Linked DNA regions of Mus musculus: all the other regions are linked to region 3. The links are chromatin contacts, called in public promoter capture Hi-C maps. All regions are on one chromosome and are shown on one strand. Each heading gives the region's core, a stretch centred on a gene start, on an enhancer-like site or on the middle of the called end of the contact. The rest is flanking DNA. Distances are from core to core; before and after follow the strand shown. Region 1 holds the start of 9630013D21Rik (RIKEN cDNA 9630013D21 gene). Region 2 holds the start of 4930522H14Rik (RIKEN cDNA 4930522H14 gene). Region 3 holds the start of Txndc12 (thioredoxin domain containing 12 (endoplasmic reticulum)).

What was found. Promoter capture Hi-C pulls out the DNA fragments that hold promoters and counts their contacts.
Region 1: a contact with region 3 is called in a promoter capture Hi-C map of pre-B cells, with 4 times the contacts expected there. The contact joins the promoter of 9630013D21Rik here to the promoter of Txndc12 in region 3. A contact is called at or near these places in 8 of 39 promoter capture datasets (the C10 cell line, the HPC-7 cell line, cranial neural crest and 4 more), 4 of 484 Hi-C or Micro-C datasets (B cells, pre-B cells and uterus), 8 of 115 datasets of contacts at active chromatin or transcription factors (the SCID.adh cell line, astrocytes, bone marrow-derived macrophages and 5 more) and 2 of 9 other capture datasets (adipose tissue and liver).
Region 2: a promoter capture Hi-C map of stem cell-derived epiblast-like cells shows a contact between it and region 3, with 2.3 times the contacts expected there. The contact joins the promoter of 4930522H14Rik here to the promoter of Txndc12 in region 3. A contact is called at or near these places in 2 of 39 promoter capture datasets (neutrophils and stem cell-derived epiblast-like cells) and 1 of 115 datasets of contacts at active chromatin or transcription factors (bone marrow-derived macrophages).

The regions. Positions count from the first base shown.
Region 1 is chr4:109,656,062-109,659,607 of GRCm38.p6, forward strand. 9630013D21Rik (RIKEN cDNA 9630013D21 gene) reads right to left here and starts at 1,527. Exons shown (of 5, transcript NR_166454.1): 1 at 1,364-1,527; 2 at 340-534.
Region 2 is chr4:109,528,821-109,532,657 of GRCm38.p6, forward strand. 4930522H14Rik (RIKEN cDNA 4930522H14 gene) reads right to left here and starts at 2,477. Exons shown (of 5, transcript NM_026291.3): 1 at 2,392-2,477. The coding sequence starts at 2,407.
Region 3 is chr4:108,833,200-108,836,652 of GRCm38.p6, forward strand. It overlaps Txndc12 (thioredoxin domain containing 12 (endoplasmic reticulum)), which reads left to right and starts at 1,479. Exons shown (of 7, transcript NM_025334.3): 1 at 1,479-1,657. The coding sequence starts at 1,567. Btf3l4 (basic transcription factor 3-like 4) reads right to left here and starts at 441. Exons shown (of 6, transcript NM_027453.3): 1 at 309-441.

The sequences.
Region 1 (3,546 bases), core at 277-2,776, 820 kb after region 3:
ACTCTATTATTTGTATGTAAAAAAGACAATATCATCATAATTATACCAATTAAATGTTGTGCTTCTGGTAAATTATTTCTTCCCTAGAACCGGTTGAAATTAGGATTTCTTCTTAGTACTCAGAAGACATTAAGTATAGTTGGATAGAAATTGGTGGTTTCTTACTTCCTCCCCCAAAGAGCTGCTAGTTTTGGCTGGTTGTTTTATTTTGGAATGGAGTGTGAGGGAAGAGGAAAAAGGCTGTATATAAAATTATTGAGCAGGCCTAAGTTGAAATTCTGCTTTGATCAGCGAGACAGAAACACACAGAGATTAGGTGAGACAGTTTTAGTACAGTACCTGTGTAATTTTTAATATGTACACCTCTGTTCTCAGGTTCCCCTCTGTGCGGATTTCTCTGGATGGCTCAGAATCCATTTTAGAACACGGGAAGCAAAATGTGTGAGTTCCACTTGTGCTTCTGCAGGTGCTGTGGTAGCTGGGATAACCTTTGCTCACTTGCTGGCCGAGACCAAGCTGTTATTTTAATGTCTACTGAGAGTTAAAGACAGCACAGAAAATTCCAAAACCACATCCTAACACCTAAAGTCCACACAGTGTCTCTGCACAGATGGCAAAATATTTCCCTGGAATCTTAATTTACCAGGTCTATATACAGATCTGGGGGTTGGGAGAAAAGGGGGGTTCTTTTGAGGCACCGCTGAAGATTGAAAAAAAGAAAAAGAAAGAAGAAAGAAAAAAGAGAAAACCCACAAAAAACAAAACAAAAAAACCAACCAACCAAACAAACAAACAAAAAACCCCCATAATCCTAGGTGTTCTGCACACCCCAGCCCTGAAGGTCACCGCTCAGGCTGGGGTCTTTTTGAATGAAGAAGGTGTATTTTCGGTTCCGGATGTCTAGTATACTACGGAGGAAAAGCAAAACCTTGGGGCAGTTTTGTGAACAGTCCAAGACGGTAAAAAGCCAGAGAAGAATTTGTCTTCTTAGCAGTTGGACGCCTGGCTGGGAAGCCCGGCTGTCCTCAGCTGTCATCGCCAGGGGAGGAAGGGAGAGCTACTCTGAGTAGGGCACCGAGTGGTGCAGCGCGCCCGCGGCTCCGGCCGCCAGCTCACCTCCGCGGCCAGCCAGGAACTCACCGGCCTGCTCTCCTCAGCTCGCGCACTGCCCTCCAGCCGCAGCCCCGGGGCCAACTTTACCCAGCGGGAGGGCTGCCCCGGGGCCAGCACCTGGAGCTGGCTGCTGTGGTCGCCCACAACTCCTGGGGTTCTTGGGGAGCGGTTCCCCTTTCCCAACTCCCAGCTCCCTCCTCCCGCCCCTCCGGGTGCGCCGGCTAGCCACGATCTCCGCGCTCACACTCACTCGAGGGCGCCTCCAAGGTTACCCACGGCTGGGGGCTGACTCTGGCTGCGGCCACCGGCCTCCTTTGTAGCTCTCCTCCCGCCCTTTGCCTTTTGCTGCCGCAGGGTTGTGGGCTTCCAAGCCCCGGGCGGGACCCGTCCTAAAGCTCAGGGAAGGAAACTGGGCTGGGAGACAGGCCAGCTCCGGACTGGGCTGGGGGCAGCCTTGGTGGCTCCGGGTGCCCGGGACAGCCAGGTCAAGCGAGGCCACGAAGGGCAGAGGCTGTGGCTCGTGCGGGCACGCTCTGTGCAGCGCGCAGGGCATGGGGTGATGTGGGGGCTGCAGGAGGCACCGAGGTGCGAGAGGCATCCCGGGTCCATAGAGGGGCAGAGACCAGCCAGCGGCCAAACCTGCCGAGGAAACTAGCTAAATAAAAGGAGGCTGTTATTTAAGGCGCGGAAATTTGAAATATTTGGACAGGAAGAGAAGAGAAAAGAGACCTTTGCGAGGAAGGAAAAAAAAGTGAGCTAACGGTTTTGCAGCTCCTCCACCCCCACCCCCGGGCTTTTCTGCGCGCACAGAAGGAGCGCCCGGCTCCAGCTTCTTCCCTGCTGCACCCAGACTTAGTCCAAGTCTGGGACACAAAAGATGTGTTCGCATCCTCTCCAAAGACTCTGGGGTTGGCTCTGGTGGACAGAACTTTACCCCATCTCAGGAGGGGATTTTTGTTTTTCTGCCTCTCACTAAGTGCCTACTGCGGGTCGGTTTGCATGAAACTGCCGGGTAAAAGGGTTTGCACTAACGTGGGACTTTCTCCTCTGTAGTCTTTTGGCAGAGGTAGCTTAGAAAAGTCCGGAAGGTTTTCAAGTATGACCCCTTCTTGCTCCAGCACTGTGAGCGTTTTCACTGTTTTTTGGACCCCGGTGAAAGCTTACAACAACTTCCGAGCAACAGAAAACTTGAAGGTCCCGGCCTCAAATTCTGATATTTAATATGATCAAGATAAAGTAAATAGCATTGCCAAGTAGATTGCTTTCTCAGGAAACGATATTTTATGTATTTGTCATTTACTCAAAGTGGTGTGTGTGTGTGTGTGTGTGTGTGTGTGTGTGTGTGTGTGTGCAAGAGCTCATCACAGCACTGCTTGATGAATGATATTCATAAAAAAAACCTACTGACTCTAGAGAAATTAAAAGAAAGGCACCTTGGTTAGTAATTCTGGTACCAGAGTGCCAGAGTGGGCTGCGACCCTGTTAACACACACACACACACACACACACACACACACACACACACACACACACACACACACCACCCTTTGCAGGTGTAAGTTTGGATTTAGTTTACTGTCCAAAGGCTGGACTTGAGTGTCCTGGTGGGATTAGGGCACAGTAAAGAAAACTCAGCTCGAATCTCTACTTTATAACCTCTATCTTTAATATAGCAGGGTCCCCTGGGGATCCGGGCACTCTATTCAATTAGCTTTTTCATCCTTACTCTTCACCTGAATATATTCATTTTCCTTCCGACCTGCGCTCACCGGTAAGCTGGGCAGCACACTCTCTTCTCTGCTTATTCAAGAGTTCTGCTGAGCACTGTCGAGGTTTTTGAGAAATTGGATAGCTTTTATTTCCTAGAGGGGACCACATAACTCATTTCTAAAATACTCAGATTAGCAAAGCTACTTCCTGCGAGGAGTCAGGGTAATGTGAAGATGTTTTAATGCCTAGCAAATCTTAGGCTGATGAAGAGATAGGGCGTCCTCTCCCTCTGTTGTGCTCAGACCACCCGAGAACAAAGCAATTACAGCACTTCTCTTTTGCTTTATGGACATCTCGTGCTTTTGTATTTGAAATCTCTAAAGGTGACTTTCACATCATGGGATAAAGTAAATGCTGAGACTGTGGTACTGCGAGTCAACTAAACTGCAAATTTAAAATTGCCCAACTTGATCGTTGCAATGTGTAAGGAGGGGTTTTAAGAAATTGCTTTCAGTAATAGTACTATGCTTATTTTATATATTGAGTCTATTTTTAAATTGAAACATTTTCCTTTTGGAGTATCTCAATTGTACCTTCAAATTTTTCCTAAGTTTAATGTCATGCGGCCATTGAAAGTTAATTCATGTACAATTGTAAAAAAAACTTATTACATTCAGTTTGGGGGAATGCGAATTTTTAACCCACAGTGAAATTATTTCTGCT
Region 2 (3,837 bases), core at 1,227-3,726, 700 kb after region 3:
ATAAGCTCAACAAACAATATTTACTCACATGGTAATTTTAAATTTCATTTTTATTTTATGTGTATAGGTGTTTTGCTTGCATGTATGTCTGTGTACTACTTATGTGCCTTGAACTTGCAGAGTCTAGAAGAGGCCATTGGATCCTCTGGACCTGGGATGGTTGTGAGCTACCATATGGGTGCTAGGGATCAAATCTAGGTCCTTGAGAAGAGCAGCCAGTGTTCTTGATTGCTAAGCCATCTCTCTGCTCCCATTATTTGTTTGTTTGTTTTAAAAGACTGTTTTAGTACCATGGGCTTTTTGTTTGTTTGTTTTTTGATTTTTAATTTTCTAAGTGATTTCTAGCTTCAAGATAGTGCCTCTCATTTTGTAGCTTACTGAGTTTGGAAATATCTACATTCACCAGGCAGTAGTGGTGCACACCTTTAATCCCAGTACTGGGGAGGCAGTGGAAGGAGTATTTCTGTGAATTGGAGGCCAGCCTGGTCCACAAAGTGAGTTCTAGGACAGCCTGGGATATACAGAAAAACCTGTCTTGAAAAGCAAGCAAGCAAGCAAACAAAACAAATTCTAGAGTTATTGATATGGATATTTTACTCTTTATTTATTTAGGTTATTTATCAAAGTGATATTTTAGACACAAAAAGGCTATAAATGGCCCAAATGAGAAAGTCATTAAATAAGTTATGCGTGAAAAATAGTGTTAAACTAAGTGCAGACTTCCTCAGTATCAGCACTATAGAGCTTTTGGATTACATATTTTTTAAAAAAAGATATGTCTTAGCTGGACTGTGGTAGTGCACACCTTTAATCCTAGGGAGGCTGAGGCAAATGGAACTCTGTGAGTTCAAGGCCTGCCTGATCTACAGAGAGAATTCTAGTATAGCCATGGCTACCCAGAGAAACCCATGTGTACTGAGATTTCAGCAACCCTAGCACATGGTACTTAGCAATACATCAAATTTATGACAGCCATTACTCTGGGTGAACAGGACTATGGGAGAAATACAAACTGACCTTAATGTTCCATCTCAGATATATGGCTAATAAGAAAAAAAAAATCCCACTTATTTAAGAGATTGTGTGGGTGTTTGTTATTGTCCCTTTTTTCTACTTCGTTTTTTTGAATTTTCTCTACTATTGTAAAAAACAGTGTTCTAAATTTTGAAACCAAAAAGAACAATGAAAAATAAATAAGGAAAACCACCAGTGGGCTGTCACTGGACACAGTTTTATAGAAACTTTTCTAGTTATCCAATTCTTCCAATGCTAGAGTGCCTGCCTCACATAAGTCCTGGGGTAGACTCCAGCAACAGGAAAAAAAAAAAATCAAGACTCAGAGAATGAGTAATAAAATCAACAAGTTTATATTGAAACATAAGTTAACATATTAAAATAAAGAAAGAACACACAGAAGTTGAAATAAAAAATGCTGTCGGTAATGAATGCTAATATATTTAAAGCTTCCTTAAAATAATGAATATCTGAAAAATCATTTCTAAAAGTGAGTGAAGAAGTGGCAGAGCTTCCTGTGCGGACAGCGCCCCAACCAACAGTGACTTTTCCTAAACCCTGCACGACTTCCTATAGTACCAGCCCCACAAAGCAACACAGTACAAAGGCAAGGATTCTTTGTGTGCCTGGGGAAAGGCGTTCCGGTTGGAAACAGAGCGGCTATAACGGCCACTAACACACTCTTTCTGTGAAAAGGTTAAACCTACTGAAAAGATTGTGCTGAGCCTAACTACAGATCTAAGCGAGCACTGGCTAGTCAGAGAGCTGAGAGGTGCGAGCATTGTAAATGGAAGCAGTAAGAGAAAGGGCCTTGTCATGCAGTTCTAAGCTGATTTTGTTACGAAGACAGTAAGCCACACGCTTTTACTCAAAATATAAAGAAAGGGAATTAAAAAGAAAGACAAGCTGGGCAGTGGTGGTGCACGCGTTTAAATCCCAGCACCTGGGAGGCGGGGTCAGGCAGATTTCTGAGTTAGAGACCAGCCTGGACTACAGAGTGAGTTCCAGGTCAGCCAGGGCTACACAGAGAAACCCTGTCTTGAAAAACCAAACCAAACCAAACCAAACCAAAAAAAAAGACAGAGAGAGGTTGAGAGCAAGAGAAAGAGGGAGGGGGAGAAGGAGGGAGGGAGGAAGGGAAGGTAGAGAGAAAGAGAGAGACCAAAGAGAACTCAAATTCATTACATTGAATCAGCAGTTACAAAAACTTTTCCCCAAAGAAACTGGTGGTCCCCAAAATGTTACAATTTCTACTGTATACCCATGATGCTAGCATTTCTTATCTTATACAAGTTCTTCCAGAGAACAGAAAGAGATTTCTGGCTGTTCTTCTAAACACATTTTCTTCTTTGTAGGCAAAACACTAGACTGTCTCACCATTAGGTGAAGTCATGTGACAGAGTTCTGGCCAATGGAATCTGAGAGCAATGATGCCATAAAAGCTGTCTGAAGTTCTTTCTTCTGGACTGTGGAGGGGGGATAAGGGTGATCCCCATGGAAACTGTGGAAGTCACAGGTTGATAGCAGCAATCTACTGCATCTTATCAACATCATAGAAGATTCAGCCTCACAGGCACTCACATTCTTTGTAAGGGTGCGGTCTACAGTTGGAAAATAGTAAACTTGGAAATGATCCCTTTCGAAGCAACTCATGGACAACAAGAAATCACAGGGAGATATAGAAAAATATTTTTAACGGGTAGAATGAAATATGATGTCAAGGTTTGTGAGGTACCATGCAAGCAATACTCGGGGACTAGACTTGACCTTCTTCCTTCCCCTCCCCCATAAGGAAGAAACTCTCTAGACATCTAAAATTATTGTTGCCAGGCACAGTGGCTTATACCTCGAATCTTAGAACATAAGAGGCAGAAGTAGGTGGATCTTTCTGTGTTCAAAGCCAGTCTGGTCTATGTAGTAAGACCCAGGACAACTAGGTCTACATAGGTCTTCCCTGTCGCAAAAACAAACAAAATGTCGCTCCATTGGTATACATTTCTTGAAAAGACCACCATTTTATTCTTAGTGAACTATAGCTCTAGATTCCATAGTCTAATAGCTCACATGAAAGGGGTCCTAAAAGTAAATCATGGTTTCTCTCATACTTCTGCTTTGTCTGTTGTTTTGTTTTGTTTTTTTTTTTTTTTGTTTGTTTGCGCCTTTCTTCTTCTCTACACAGCATTTCTGTGTAGTCCTAGTCTAGAATTCAGAGGTCTGCTTGCCTCTGTCTTCCCGGTGTTTTTAATGTGAATGAACTCACATGAATTATATAGACATTTAGTGAGCTCCTTCTGCTGGTCACTGTGAATATTCTTTCTTTCTTGATAACATGTTCAATGCCATCTACTTACCGTTTCTAATTTTAGAACTATTTATCTCATACTTTCAAGTACACCTTTGCTATCAGTCTTGTTTGTTTGTTTGTTTGTTTGAGACAGTGTCTCACTGTGAATCTCTAGGTGGCATGCAACTTGCTACATAGATGGGGCTGGCCTCTAAATCACAGAGATCTGCCTGACTTCCACTTGACTTGAACTCCAGAGTGCTGCGATTAAAGGTGTTTGCCACCATCCCTGGTTAGAAATATTTTTTTTAATTAAAAAAATTGTATGTGAATATATGTAGGCCAGAATGTACATATACATAACATGTGTGTGCAGGTGCCTACAAGCCAGAAGAGGGTGTCAGATCTCCCAGAGCTGGAGTTACAGGTGGTTGCGAGACACAGGCAGGATGTGGATATAGGAAATCAAACCCAGGTCCTCTTGCAAGAGCAACAAGTGTCTTACCTCTGAGCATCTCTCCAGCCTCCAAATTTTATAA
Region 3 (3,453 bases), core at 229-2,728:
ACTGTTGTTGTGAATAATGAGTGATGGACGAGGAGGGTTCTACCCTCCTGGGTCTGGACCTGAGCGGCCAGAGCCCGGGCCCGGCTCCTCCACAGCGGGCGGTGGTGCTGGGGACCTTCCCTCAGGTGCCGACCCCCAGCTGCGCCGCCCGTAACCGACAGGCCCGGCCGGCCGCCTCCGCCCCCACTCGCCGCGCCACGGCGGAAGTGGCAGCCGGAGCGGACGGCGGGTGTCGAGAGGGGAGGGCGGGGGGAGACCGTGCGCAGCGGCCGGAGGCCGTGGGGTGGCGGGCCCGCCGGGGGTCTCACCTGCAGCGGGGAGGGTCCTCCAACACCAGCACGCGGCAAGAGCAAGATGGCTGCCTCAGCTGAGACAGAGAAAGACCGCGGCGGCAGCGGCGGCGGCGGCGGGAGAGGCCCACGTGACGCACGGCCCCGCCTCGACCGCGGGAGGGAGGCGGGGTGGGGGTGGGTACGGCAACTGCGCGCCTGCCTCCCGACTACAAAGCCCAGCATGCCTCGCGCACCTCACTATTCTGATTGGCGGCCGGGCTGCTTCCTGGAGGAGGCGGCGGTCCCCTTGGCGTCCCATTGTGTCTGCGCTTACCTTTTGTCTTGGATTTAACAGAAGGGTGGTGTGGGGTCTAGTTCGGGTTGTACACCTTGGATGTCCTTCACTAAGCATTGAGCTCTAATGGACTCTCATCAGGAGGGAAAGTCGGCAGTTGACTTGTTAGGTAGTAACTCGACCCAATACAAAAAGCAACAGACTTAACGGAAAGAAGCTTTACACTTTACGTGCTTGAGATGACTTATGTCCCAGTTCCCTCGGACTACCTCTTCAGTTGTGCAATAAAAGGCCCCAAGCATGGTTTTCTTGGACCTTATGTCAGTTGGTTGCATCATGCCTGAGTGGAAGTCCTGCGAATGCGAGTGGGGGTGGGGGGAAGGGTCCAGCGCTTCTCCAAAGTGCTTGCCTGCAAGACACAGACGCGTGCACAGCGAAACGGGCTTACCGAGTCTCTTTGGAATCCCAAACAGAAATCTAACAATGAAATGCTGTTGTCCAGTATTTTTAACTTGTGCGAGGGGGCGGGAAATTCCAAGCCCTCTGTTGTGATAGGCTGATCTCAAAGATAATAATTTGCATTTTGAATATTTAGTGTAGTGGTCCATTGGAGGGAGGGGCTAGGCTAGAGGTCAGACGTAATTAACAACGGTTTTCCTGAACCTTTCCCCAGCCCTCACCAATTCGGGCCACCTCATCCGGCTGTTTCTTTAAGCCTGGATATCAAGGACTTAGGGAAAGCAAACTCGAGATGTACTCCCACATCCTTCTACGTGATCTGCACCTTTAAACTTACTCCATTCCAAAGCGGACCCTCGAGGCACCGCCCACATCCGTCTAACATCACTTCCTTCAGTGTTTGGCTAGGAAAAAAAAAAAAAAAAAAAAATCTGGGAATCCGAGGGGTTGGGCTGAACGGCGATAAGGGGGCAGAGCGGAGCTTCTGCTGGAAATCCTGTTCCCTCAATCCGGTGGCTCTGTGCAACTACCACCGTGGAGATGTCGCTTCGTTTCGGGGCCACCTGTTTGCTGAGCTTCAGTTTCCTGCTCCTCATCACTTCTTCAGACGGACGCACTGGGCTTGGAAAGGGTCAGACCTCATTCTTACCGTAATCTTTACGGACCCCGGGCCTTCTTAACACTTTATTTTCTCACTGTATCTTAGGCCACTTTAGATTCCTTTTTATCTTCCCCAACTGCTTTTGTGGATTTCTCGGGGTCAGGAGTACCAGGTCCGGGAGAGGGTTTAAGAGAAGGAAGTTGTACTTGAGGGCGCTCTTAATTCTTGGGATTGAGAAGATATGGCCCTTAAATTAGGACTAGGTTGTTTAAGAGTCCATTCATGTGTCATGTTAGGCGCTTGGGACGCCTCCAGGAACCGTCACCTTCCCGCCAGAAGAAATAGGTCGCTTGGGAAGCCCTCAGGAACCGTCACCTTTCCGCCAGAAGAAAAAGGGTCGCTGGTGACCTGTAGTGGTCGCTTGAGTCTGAAGATTCCTCACCACGTTCCCCCGTACCCCCAAGACCCGGTTCCCTATTCCCCCAAGAGATGCAGAAAAAAGAGCAAATGAAAGGTAGACCTTTTGCTAGGTCACCAACAGTTGGTTTTGGTGTGGCTCAGCTAGTGTGTTGGAAGAAACTGATTTCTTTAGAGCGATGGATCAGTGGTTATCAATGAAGGTTAGGAAGTAAGGACCCCCAACTCCGTGTATTACCAGCCCTATTTCTAAACTTGAACACCTTCTCATCAGTTGGGTTTTTTGTTTGTTTGTTTTGGCAGCTGAATTGACTAACTGGTTGAGTTATAAATGGATTCCAGCCCTGCTTTGGATGGTTTGTGTTATGACCTTTACTGTATGGGATTTTTCTGATGCTGGTGGTGTGTGTGTGCTTCAGTGTGGTGTCTGCCCGCCTGTTTTCTGGTACACATGACTAGGCCATAAGAGGATATTGGGTGTTTTCCTCTTCTGCTTGTTCTCCACCTTATGAAACAGCCTCATTGAATTTGAGTTCACCATTTAGGCTAGAGGAGCCCTGTGTGTGTGCGCGTGTGTGTGTTTAGGTAAATGTGTGGCCCAAGGAGGCCAGAAAAGGGTGTCAGTCCCCCTGGAGGTGGAGGTGCAGGCAGTTGTGATCTGCCTCTAACATGGGAACTGAACTTGAGTCCACTGAAGAGCAGCAGGTTCTTTTCTGGTCCCAGCCCCTATTTGTTTGTTTGTTTGGTTGGTTTTTTGAGACAGGGTTTCTCTATAGCCCTGGCTGTCCTGGAACTCACTCTGTAGACCAGGCTGGCCTGGAACTCAGAAATCCTCCTGCCTCTGCCTCCCGAGTGCTGGGATTAAAGGCGTGCGCCATCACTGCCCAGCTGTTTGTTTTTAGAGCTCTTTATCTTTACATTCATTGGTGGGCATTGAGACTGAGTGGAAATTCAATGAGTCACCTCAGTTCAGTATTGATTTTCGATCATCAGCCATGTTTTGATCATTGACTCGGGTACTAGAGACATGACAATGAAGAGAACAAACAAGGTTCTTGCTTTCACTGGGTGTATATTTAAGTCAGAGAGTGCAATAGGATAGATCTACGACAGATTAATAAAAGAATTTCAGCTTATATAATACTGTGGTAGATTGGGAAGTACAGACTGAGGAGGGTAAGGGCGCTGGCATCTACCTGAATTAGGAGGGTGAGAAAAAGCTTTTCTTTTCTTTCTTTCTTACTTTTTTTTTGGGGGGGGGGTGAGAGACAGGGTTTCTCTGCAGCCCAGGTTGTCCTGGAACTCACTCTGTAGACCAGGCTGGCTTCGAACTCAGAAATCCGTCTGCCTCTGCCTCCTGAGTGCTAGGATTAAAGGTGTGTGCCACCATGCCTGGCAAAGCTTTTTCT